Regions from separate parts of the Rattus norvegicus genome. Here region 2 is linked to region 1. Evidence: chromatin contacts called from public Hi-C data. All regions are on one chromosome and are shown on one strand. The core of a region is the stretch at or near the end of the contact, and the rest is flanking DNA. Distances in the headings are between cores, read along the strand shown. Region 1 overlaps LOC120098222. Region 2 holds the start of Proc (protein C, inactivator of coagulation factors Va and VIIIa).

Evidence for each region. Hi-C and Micro-C count contacts between places; a contact is called where the count stands out from the background.
Region 2: a contact with region 1 is called in a Hi-C map of kidney, with 2.1 times the contacts expected there. The contact joins the promoter of Proc here to the enhancer-like site in region 1. A contact is called at or near these places in 4 of 12 Hi-C or Micro-C datasets (hepatocytes, kidney and liver).

Annotation. Positions count from the first base shown.
Region 1 is chr18:24,006,472-24,011,985 of GRCr8, forward strand. All of the region lies in intron 1 of LOC120098222, which reads right to left. It overlaps Iws1 (interacts with SUPT6H, CTD assembly factor 1), which reads left to right. Exons shown (of 14, transcript NM_001398635.1): 14 at 1-1,079. Among named protein-coding and RNA genes, the nearest start is that of Iws1, 39 kb to the left of the region's middle. Within about 2 kb of position 2,835, at least 1 of the 93 cell types and tissues checked has an H3K27ac peak or open chromatin away from gene starts, as enhancers often do. A contact at or near this core is called in kidney, where this site is marked.
Region 2 is chr18:24,046,577-24,052,090 of GRCr8, forward strand. It overlaps Proc (protein C, inactivator of coagulation factors Va and VIIIa), which reads right to left and starts at 2,365. Exons shown (of 9, transcript NM_012803.1): 1 at 2,335-2,365; 2 at 79-165. The coding sequence starts at 148. All of the region lies in intron 1 of LOC120098222, which reads right to left. It overlaps LOC134482924 (a long non-coding RNA gene), which reads left to right and starts at 2,989. Exons shown (of 3, transcript XR_010059659.1): 1 at 2,989-4,367; 2 at 4,949-5,089.

The DNA of each region.
Region 1 (5,514 bases), core at 1,585-4,084:
ATGTGTGTTTTTCTCTTTCCCTCTGCTCTAATCTGTCTACTTGTCCTTGTCCTTGTTCCTTGAAGAATAAGGTTAGACTGTTGAGGACCGTGTCATTTGAGGACCATGCTGCATTGCTGTGAGTCTGAGCACTGCTTTTGTCACATCACAATACTTCTGCTATTTTGTGTTTTCATTTGTTTCAGCAAGTGTTCCAATTTTTCTGGTGACTTTTTCTTTCAACCATTAGTTATTTTAAAATGTCCTATTTATTTTACACATATTTGTGGGTTTGTAATTTCCCTTAATGTGTTAGGGCTCTTTGTGGCTCTAATGTATCCCCAAAAGTGTTCTATGTATATTTGAGAAAAATGTATATTCTGCTTGTTGGGTATGTGTTCTGTATATGTTATGATGTCCAAATAGTAAGTATGTGGTAGTGTTCAAGTGTTCTTTCCCTTGTTGGTCTGCCTTACTTCTATCTGTAACCCTAGAACAGTCTTATTCCCTAGTTCTGTCAGTATTCCCTTCGTATGCCTATCTCACCTGTGTGCCACTTCCCTCTTTGAGTGACTCGTGTTATGGGACATGTTTTTCATTCTACTTTAGTGTATATAGTTCTAAAGTGAGTCTGTATACAATATATAGTTGATCCTTAGGTTTTAAATGTATTCTTCTAAGCTGTATCTTCTATTAGGGCATTAAATCCATTGAGAAAGTGACTACTGTAACTATTAAAGGAAAGGGCTCACTGTTGCCATTTTGTTTTCTATGTCTTACAGTTTTTGGTCCTTCATTTCTTCTTTTAGGGTTTATTTGCATCTGGTTGATATTTATAGTGGTTTGTGTGATTTACTTTAATTTCTTTTTGTGCATATTGTTCATGTGGCTTTTAATGCAGCTTACATGGAACATCCTAAAGTTTCAATAATCTTATCTAATAATTTCAATCACATACAAAACTTCTCTTTTTAGCTGTATCCTCCTTTCTTACATTATCAATGTCACAAATACCATATGTGTGTCCAATAACAAGTTTATAACTTTTTATGCTTTTCTATTTTAAATACTGTTGAATAAAAAACAGTTGTGAACCAAAATTACACTAATGCTGGGTTTTTTGTTTGTGTGATTATTGTTATAGGAGAATTTTATGTACTTATATGGCTTTGATATGTCTAGTATCCTTTCTTTACAACTTGAAGGATTCCCTTCTGCATTTCTTACAAGGTATTAATGAACTAGCTTCCTCTGCTTTCTTCATTTCTCCCTCATTAAAGAAATATACTATTGCCTATGTATGTCGTGTATGTATGTGTACACAAGGGTGCTGCATTATATATGTAAAGATCAGAGGACAACTTTGGAGAATCATTCTCTCCTACTTTACATGGATTCTAGGAATTGAACTCATTTTGTCAGGCTTGCACAGTAAACACATTACCTGCTCAGCCCAGTAGCATTTCACTGCTCTATTTCAGCAGACCACTTAATTGTGTAACAGAATTGTCTGGGGAGATGGAACAAATACATGTCTACCCATTACACAGGGACCCAATGACAGACCAAGATATGGAAACCATTCAAGTCCAGCTTAGTAAACCAGTGAGTTTTATTGGTGTTACTTACAGCAGGAGAAATGTTTCAAAGACAGCTGCATCATCAAGGCCCATCCCAACATGGATGACAGCTCACAAAAGCTGGAAACTTAACAGGTTAGAGAGTGTCATTACCAGATACCTCAGTTGGTGTAAGGCTCTTCTAGGCAGTTCAGTCAATCACTACTACTTCCTTGAAGCAGCTGATTGGATCTCAGAGTCTTGTTTGCATCCTGACTTGTCTGAGTCACCTTTGCTCATCTGAGAGCTACAATTAGCCTACTTACTCTCTGTCTGACATGGAGGGGCCTAGTGAGTCTGGTCCATGTCAGGGATTTCCTGAAGCTATTTTGAGTTACTTATTTTCTGTTTTAAGGAGCTTCCCTGGGAGATGGAATGTGTCAATCTCAGAGGAAACTAAGACACTATACCCATTAAGTCTGGGGCGCTTAAATACTTGGTCTGCAGTTGGTGGCTGTTAGTAGAAGATTAAGGATTGTGACCTTGCTGGGACTATATTACTGGAGGTGGACTTTGAGATTTCAAAAGACTCAGCCATTTAGAGTTACCACCGTTTGTTTCCTGCTTGTGGTTCAAGATGTGAGCTCTCAGCTGCTGCTCCTGTTTGCCACCTTTTATCTTCACTATGCCATCATGGACTCCAACCCTCTGAAACCGTAAGCCCCAGATAAACCAACCTGTAAGTTGCTTTGGTTATGGTGTCTCATCACAATAGAAAAGTAAGTAATAGAGAAATTGCTACTACGACTGGGTCATTAGCTGTGACAGACCTGACCATATGTTTGGGGGAACAATGTGTAAGGCTTCGGAACCATGAAATAAAAAAGCTGTTGAATGCTGAAAGCAGAGTTTAATGGGCCAGTCTAATAGGAGCTTGCAAGACTGCTAAGAGCAGCATGAGCTATGGAGGCCCAGTTCAGAGTTTTCAGAGGGAAACAACATAAGCAAACACCCTGGAGACCGTTGTTAAAATGTTTGGCAGAGAATATGGTGGCTTTCTGCCCTCTTCTTAAGAACTTGCCTGAGGTTACCAACTTCTTTGGCAGAGGAGATTTCAAGCCAGCCTAATACTAACTCTGTTGTGTAGTTATTAAGAATTACTCATTTTATTTTTGCAGATCTTCAATGAAGAAAAGCAAATAAGGCAGAAAGAAATACAAAATGTAGAGTTTGGACAGGAAAAGGACACTGGCAAGGTTAATGTTAAAGCCAAGGTTTGTGCTGGAAGAGAGACTGTTAAGGGAGGCCAGATCTGCTTTGAAATGAACAGATGAATGCCCTCAGGGCAAGAGTCCACCCAGCTGAACTTCCATTTTGTGAGAAGGGAAAGGAAAAGGCCTAAGGAATTAACAAAAACCATTAGAAAAAATGACTCGAGAGAAGCAGGATTCATGCCATTTGGTAGCTGAACCTTGACAATATCAAACCAGTTCTGACTTTAGAGGCATACTCAATGCATGTGTAAAGGAACTGTGGAATCTTCCTCTATAGTTAAGGAAAGCCATGGAGGCCAGGCAGTTGAAGTAAATCCGGGTTCCACTGAAGCTTCTAAGATGTTAGAGCCGTGGGAGATCTACCAAGGAGACTGCACTCAAGGAGTGGAGCCAACCCGAGAGAAAGAGACAGGAGAGAGATTCGTTGATTGATCTATCTGACAGGCAGCAAAGCAAAAGGGGAAGGCCATCTAAGCCCTTTACATCAGACACGGAGCTACAGGATTTGGAGGTTTGCCCTGCTGTGTTTTGAAAAGCCTTGTATTGGTGCAGTATTGACTCAGTATACTTGGAGCCCTCAGTTTTGGGATGGTACTATATATTCTGTGCCATTGTATGCTGGAAGGATGGAACTTGCTTTTGACTTTACAGGGTCTTCAATTAAAAGATTGCCTTGAGTGTCAGAAAGTTTGGACTCTATTAAGCTGTTTTGAGACTGGAAGACAGTAGGGACTTTTGAAATAGTACTAAATGCATATTGCATTATGATATGGCCATAAGCCTATGTGAGCCAGGGAATGTGGTGATTTGAATGAGATCTCCCCCCGCCCCTTAAGTTTAAGGCATTTGACTATTTGGTCCTCAGATATTGCTTATCTCTGGACGGTTAGGAAGTCTGTTCTGTTCCCTTACTGGAAGAAGTATAGTACTTGGGGGTAGGGGTGGGGCTTTGAGGTTTCAAAAAATTCATGCCACTATGAATTAGCTCTCTCTGTTTTCTGCTTGCAGATCAAGATGTGAGCCCTCAGCTGCTGCTCCTGTTTGCCACCTGCTACCTTTACTCTGCCACTGTGGACTCCAACCCTCTGGAGCCGTAAGCCCAAAATAAACTCTTGGCCTTTATCACACTGATAAAAAAGTAATACTTAATCAGTTAACAATAAGGATTTCTTGTGATATAGAACAGGGACACCTGTCATTTGAGTTTGCAGGAAGCATGATTTCTAATTCTCTTTGGGGCACATTTCATAAGTAGTAAGAAGGGTTTTGACTAGAAATAATGTGGAATTAGAGTTTTTTCAGAAAAGTTTTATATTAAGACCATCAGAGGCTAGTGGGTCAGTAAGCACTGGTCCTTTGGATGTTATCCAGTGTACACAACTATGCTAAGAACATAAAACAGCATATGCAACTATGCTAAGACTTTTTTGAAAGCCAAGTCAGAGAAGAAGCAAGGTCAGAAGAGTGAGTTCCTGGATGTCTTAGAACATACTGTATGGACTAGGCTGGCCTCAAACGCAGATCCTCCTTCTGCCTCCTGAGTGCTAGAATTAAAGGCATGTACCACAGCACCCAGTGTGACTGGCTGACAGTTCTTATTTGAAAACATTTCTTATAAGACCTATAGCATGCACCCCCAGCTCTACAAATCCCTAAGTTTGATTCCCTAGCACTGTATAAAACAGGTGTAGTTAAGTTTGTTTTAAGCTAGTCATGGTGGCATATACCAATTCCAGCACTCCGGAAGCAGAGACAAGTGGACCTCTGTGATTTCAAGGCCAGCCTGGTCTGCAAAGTGAGTCCAGAACAACCAGGGCTATACAGAGAAACCCTGTCACAGGGCAAGGGTGTGGGTTTGGGGGCAGTCTGTTTTAGCACTGTTTTAGTCTGTTTAGACTGGCAGTAGTGGTACATGCTTTTAATCCCAGTACTAGCGAGGCAGAGGCAGGCAGATGCCTGAATTCTAGGCCAGTTCCAAGACAGCCAGGGCTAAACAGAGAAACCCTGCCATGAAAAACCAAAAAAGTTTATTTTATGTTATGGACTTCCTAAAGCTGCAGATACGGCTGTGTGAGAATGCTCTGTTCATCAAGGTATGCTTAGCCTTGGATGGGGAACAGTAGGGTGAAGCCTGAGATAGAGTTAGCTAAAAAAAACTAGGACAAAATGAAGTCATTTGGGCAGTTCCCATTTAGCCTAGCAGTTTTTATAACAAATTAAAGTTAGCAAAAGAATGTGTGCAAGTTCATATAAGTAATAAAAACATTTAAACTGTCAGTGTCTTGGAAGTACTAATAAATTCCACTGGAGAATTAATTTAAAGTATTTGGTATTTTATAAGCATATATTACACATAATTGGTTTTCATTATGACATTTTACATATATAGATAGTGTGTTTGATCACACTCACCTTTATCCTTTTTACTTCCCCACTCTTCTAGTCCCATTCCATAAACACCATATTTATAAATTCTGTAACAAAATTTGGCTTAAAACTTACAACGAGAAGCTTATAACTAACCTATACATAAGGATTTTAATTTGTTATAACATACTATATATGTGATTTAATCTGGTGTAGAATATGCTGTACTTGTAACTTGGATTCAACTCTTGCTTTAAAAAAAATAGGTCTGCTAGGAAAACATGATTTAACAGCAGCTGTATGACTTGCCTCCATCTTGGCTGATGACCTCATCA
Region 2 (5,514 bases), core at 1,115-3,614, 40 kb after region 1:
GGAGGTCATTTGGGCTTGTGCCTCGGAAGGCGCAGTGGAAGCTCTGAGGGTCTGGCAATGAGGCGGAGACAGTCTTACCGGGATGGGCTGATACGCCAGAAATCCCCCAGGTGGACGCGAACAGCAGGAAGATTCTGAACTGCCACATCCTGGAGCTGCTGACACCTGTCTGAGGAGAGCTTCTAAGCTCCAAGGATACGCACAGCTGAGCTGCTCCCCACCCCACCCTCCCACCTCCCACCCCCCGGCTCCCCCAAAAGTGGAATGAAGGCCATCCCTAAGCAGGGAGACATCTTAGTCAATAAAGCACTTTCCATGCCTGTTTGAAGACTTAAGTCTGATCCCCAGAACCCGTATAAAATTAAAACAAAAATCTAGGTGTCCATGGAAGCATGTTCTTGTAACCCCAGTGCTGGAGAGGCAAAGATAAGCGGTTCCTTGTGGACGGTTGGCAAGCCACCCCAGCCTGCTTGACCAGCTCCAGGTGACTAGCTCCAGGCCACCAGGAGCCCCTGCTTCAAAAACACAAGCTCCTGAAGAAAATGTCTGAGGTTGATCTCTTCACACACACACACACACACACACACACACACACACACACACACACACACGAAAGAAAGAGCAAGCAAGAAGGGAAAGGGGAAAGGACTTGTTTGTGAGCTCATCGTCTGTGTAGAAGCTGTCTGGGAGTGGGGTACACTGTGCACAGACAGACAGACACACAGTCTTGTGGATTTTAGAGCTAGGCTTATTCTAGGTGCCCAAAAGCAGAAAAGTCACTGCCTGGGGCAAACTCCAGTTTCTACAGGGGATGGGGGAGGGGGGAGAGAGAGAGGGAGAAGGAGAGAGAGAGAGAGAGAGAGAGAGAGAGAGAGAGAGAGAGAGGAGCAGTATTGAACAAGATGTTTACCTGCTCCGTGCTTCAGTTCTGTCATTATAAAATGGATAGACTGTTTCTTCCATAAAGAGTTCTTGGAAAATAAATAGTCACCATGGTGCTCTTTGCTGGGTGCACAGATCTGTGCACACGTGGAGACCAGGGGGGATTTGACTGACTGTCCTCATCCGTCCTTCCCCATGCATTGTCTGGATTTTTTTTTAAAAAAGATGGCCTTAGCTATTTTGGCTATCCTGGAACTTCAATGTAGACCAGGCTGGCCTTAAATTCACAGGGTCCCACCTGCCTCTGCCTCTTGAGTACTAGGTCTAAAGAGTGTGCCATCATGCCTGGCTTCTACCTTCTGTTTTGAGACAAGGCCTCTCACTGCCTGGAGCTCATCAGGTAGACTGGCTGCCAGCAAGCCCAAGGGACTCTCCTTGTTTCTGCTCTCCAGCCGTAGGATGTAAGTGTGTACCACCACACATGGCTTCCAAATAAACAACAAACAAGCAAACCACGTGTTCTAGGAGTCAAAGTCAGGTCCTTATACCTAGAAGGCAAGCACCTTCAACTGAACCATATTCCCAGAGCCTGCCCAACCCTTCTCCCAAGCTGTTAAATAAGTATAGAATACAGAGGGTTACAGTTTGGTAGGAGACAACATACTTAGCATTTAAGACTCTGGGTTCAATCCCAAACACCAGAACACACACACACACACACACACACACACACACACACACACACACACACACGTACACACACACAAGCACATACATATACACACGTACATACACATGCACACACACATGCACACACACACACACACACCCCCAATCCTCATCAGTCGCTGTTCACTGCTATAAGAGGTATGCATTAATGTTCTCACCCCTATTCCATGGGAAGGGACCCAAAATCTGCTTGTCACAAGCCTACACCTAAAAGGAGGGCAGAGTCTGGCTTCAAGGCCAAGCCTCTGTGGCCCTAACTCTAGAACCTTAACTCCTGCCCCCAACCAATGGTCCAGCTGCAAGGCCTCTAGTGTCCCCCAGACCAGGTGGGCAGGCCTGCCTAGCCCAGTGACACAGCCCCTCCTGGCCTTACTCTCTGTCTTTGCTGGTTTCCAGAATTAATATTCCACCTTAAAGAACAGGTAGAGGAGAGTAGTGGGGTTCCAGCCTTCAAGATGGCTCTGAGCATGGGTCTAGATCATGGGGAACCGGTTGGCTGATGTCCACTTGATCCAGATAATCTCACGTGTCCAGAGGGCCGCCTGGATTATGGGGAACCATGCCTTGGTCTAGATAGAGTTCAGGCCCTTATTGTCCTTGGCCCCAAGCTTCAGTCAGCCTGGAGAACCTTAGCTCAAGGATTTCACCTTCCTCCCAGCTGGAATCTCCTCCCCACCCCCTTCCTCCACAGCCCTTCACGGTCTTGCCTTGAGGGGGACTTACAGGGGTGGGCCAAGGAGAAACTGCAATTTCGTCCAGGTACCGCCATGTCAGTCTGGGAGTCAGGTTAATCCATAACCCACAAATATTTGCTTAGCCCTTGGTGCTGAGCCTCCCTTTCCCCAGACAAACAAACAAGAGGTTTTCTGATCCCAGCTCTGGAAGGCTCCATGTGCCCAATTCACCTCTGCCTTGGAAGAAGGTGTCTATCAAAAAGGAACGAGAAAGAGAAGGTTGAGCATGTTCAAACTTAATAGAAAATGTGGCCTCATTTTAGCCCGCAGTGACTAAGGGATAGGAACCTTAAAAGAAAACAAAAACCAAACAACAGCAACCAGAAACAGATATTATAGCTTGTTCATGGGCAGCACACTTGAAAATAACTACATGTATTACCAATCTAGGAGACCATTAGTGATTAGATGCTCTTACTGTCCCTCTAGTTTACAGGAGGGGGACTTTCAGAAGTCTTCCTTACTTGTCCAAATGGGCAGAGTTGCTGGGAGGCAGGCCTGTACTAGAACGAGGCCTAGCACAGCCAGCCACTTTGTGAGCTAGAGAGAGAAAGGAGTGACTTAGCCCTTGCCCTGTTCTGCAAGCTGCCAGGTTTCCCTAAGTGCCTTCCCTCCTTGAGACTACCTGAATCAGGGAAACTATCTTTTCCTTGCCCTAACGCTCTTGGTGACCCTGCTGCTCCACTCTGAGTGGGGAGCTTGGCTCCAAGTGGTCTGTCATGGGCACAGAAGGGAAGTCTTTGACGTAGGGAGCCAATCAGATTTTCCATCTCGGCACTGAGGAATAAGATCTTAGTAAACTGACCAGGTGTGCGGCTGTATTCAGAAAACTGAAGCGGGAGGAGAGGTGACCCAGACAGCACCCCGCCCCGCCCCCAACACACACACTGGAGGTGAGGTGGGAGGATCCCAAGACAGGAAGTAGGAAAGTAGTGGGATGGGAGGCAGAGATGGAGCGTGAGGTACTTAGAAATAAACTTGTGGGAAGCGGAGAGCCAGTCGCTGTTTGTGAGGGCTGTGGTGGCTGCCTAGAGAAGGGCCACTGAGTTCCTGGTCACTCAGGCATTAAAGGCCAAATGCCACACAAGCGTCTGCTTGTGCACCCTGGAGAACTTTTTTTTTTTTTTTTTGGTTCTTTTTTTCAGAGCTGGGGACCGAACCCAGGGCCTTGCGCTTCCTAGGCAAGCGCTCTACCACTGAGCTAAATCCCCAACCCCCCTGGAGAACTTTTTTTTTTTTTTTTTTTTTTTTTTTTTTTGTTTCTATGCAAGGGCTCTACCCTACTTTCCGGGAACTTGTGAAATACACGCTTGTCGCGGCTGTTCTTGCTCCAGGTGTGGCCCCCTACAGGTCGGCTGCCGCCTTTCTCCTACCCCACCAAACACCAGAGGATGTCCAGTGGACGCGCGGCTTCCCTCTGCTTCTACTACTTCCGACTTCGTCCTAAAGGTCAATTCTCTGGCAAGCCTGGCAGGATGTACATGCTCGCCCCAACCTGCGTGATGGACTCTGCCCGAGGACGCAACGTCCAAACCCAGAAGCCTGGGAATTGCAGTGCCGATGTGTTCATCGCCCGGGAGTGGGCCTGGCAGGCTGCCTGGAGGAGATCCTTCCACTTCCTCAGCAGAGCCCATGACTTTAGAGCTCCTGGGGACTCTGCACGGTGCTGGGCACCAGCAGCCAGCAGCACGTTAAGGCTTCAAGGCCTATAGCCTTTTTGCCGGTTTCTGGCAGGGAACGGTGCCCCAGCCTGCTGCGGCTATGCTCTACCAGGTTGAGGTCTTGGGTGGAGTCAGTCTCTGATCCCCCTAGATTCAGTCAGATCTACTGCAAATATCACAGCAGGACTTTGCCGGGGACAGGGGAGGGCAAGCCACCTGTGATTTCCAGAACAGAGCCTTGCACTCACCTTATGGTGAGAAATACATTAAGAGTAAAAGGGAAAGGAAAAATTTGAAAGGCGGGGAGAGATGCTGTGGTCCGAAACTTTTCAGCTCAGGATCAGCTCTCTACAATGTTAAGGTCAGTACGGCTCTTTACTGACTGGACTGCTTAACTTCTCTTGATGCCAAGTCATCTCAGAAGACAAAGATGACATACTTTCTCGTATATGAAGAATCGAATGTGTGTGTGAGGCTTGCGAGTCTCACACGTACATGTACGTGTACATCACATGAAACGAGAAGGGAGACTCTGAGGGATGCAGGGAGGAGGAGAGGGAGGGAGGGCTCTAAAGGGAAGGAGAAGGAGCAAGAGAGGGTAATGGTGAGAAGACAATTCTGCCTGTTTTCTCTCATGTATGCACATGATCGAGCGACAGATGGAAACTACGGAAGTAGAAAGGGGGACTATGAGTGAGGCAGACATGACCAAACTGTGACATACACGTATGAAAATTCTATGATGTGTGTTAACTAGAAATACTGAGAATTGCTTTTTATGAAAGACCGCTGTTAACTGAGTACCTGTGGAGGTCAAGGACAGGGTAAAGGAGAGCCGTCCTGTGCCCACCTTAGCTCCCCCACCTTCAAACAGTCAGTCCTCCTTCACCCATGTCTCAGGTGTGTGTGTATGGGGGGTTATGGTTCGATCTGTTTTCATAGGATCTCACTGTGTAGCCCAGGCTGGTCTCAACACTTGACGATTCTCGGGTCACAACCTCCCAAGTGCTGGGATGGCAGGCATGCACCATCAGGACGGGCCGCAGTATGTTCCAAACACCTTGGACCACTCCCCACCGGCAGGTAGGCCCTAGCATCTTGCCTCTGCCGAGCAGGGTGGGCAGAGTGGGCTGTCTGTGCAAGGCCAGCTGGTCCACGGAGTCCCTCTTACCCCAAGTCCTTCGTCAGCCAGTGTCTGCTCACCTGAATGCGTTATCCCTGTTCTGCTGAGAAGGCAGGGCCCCGAGAGAAACAAGTCAGAGTCCAGTTACTAAGTGGTGGTGGTGGCTAGGGACGTGGTTTAATGGATAGCGTGCTTGTCCAGGCATGCAAAATACTCTGCCCTGGATTCTATGCCCTGGCCCACATAAATCGGGCCTGGTGGTGCACATCTGTAACCCCAGCACTCAGGTTGTAGAGGCAGGAGGATTAGAGGACCCTTGGCTAGTAAGTTTGGGGATAGCCTGAGCTATATGAGACCACAACATGCTGTTAAAAAAAAAAAAGTG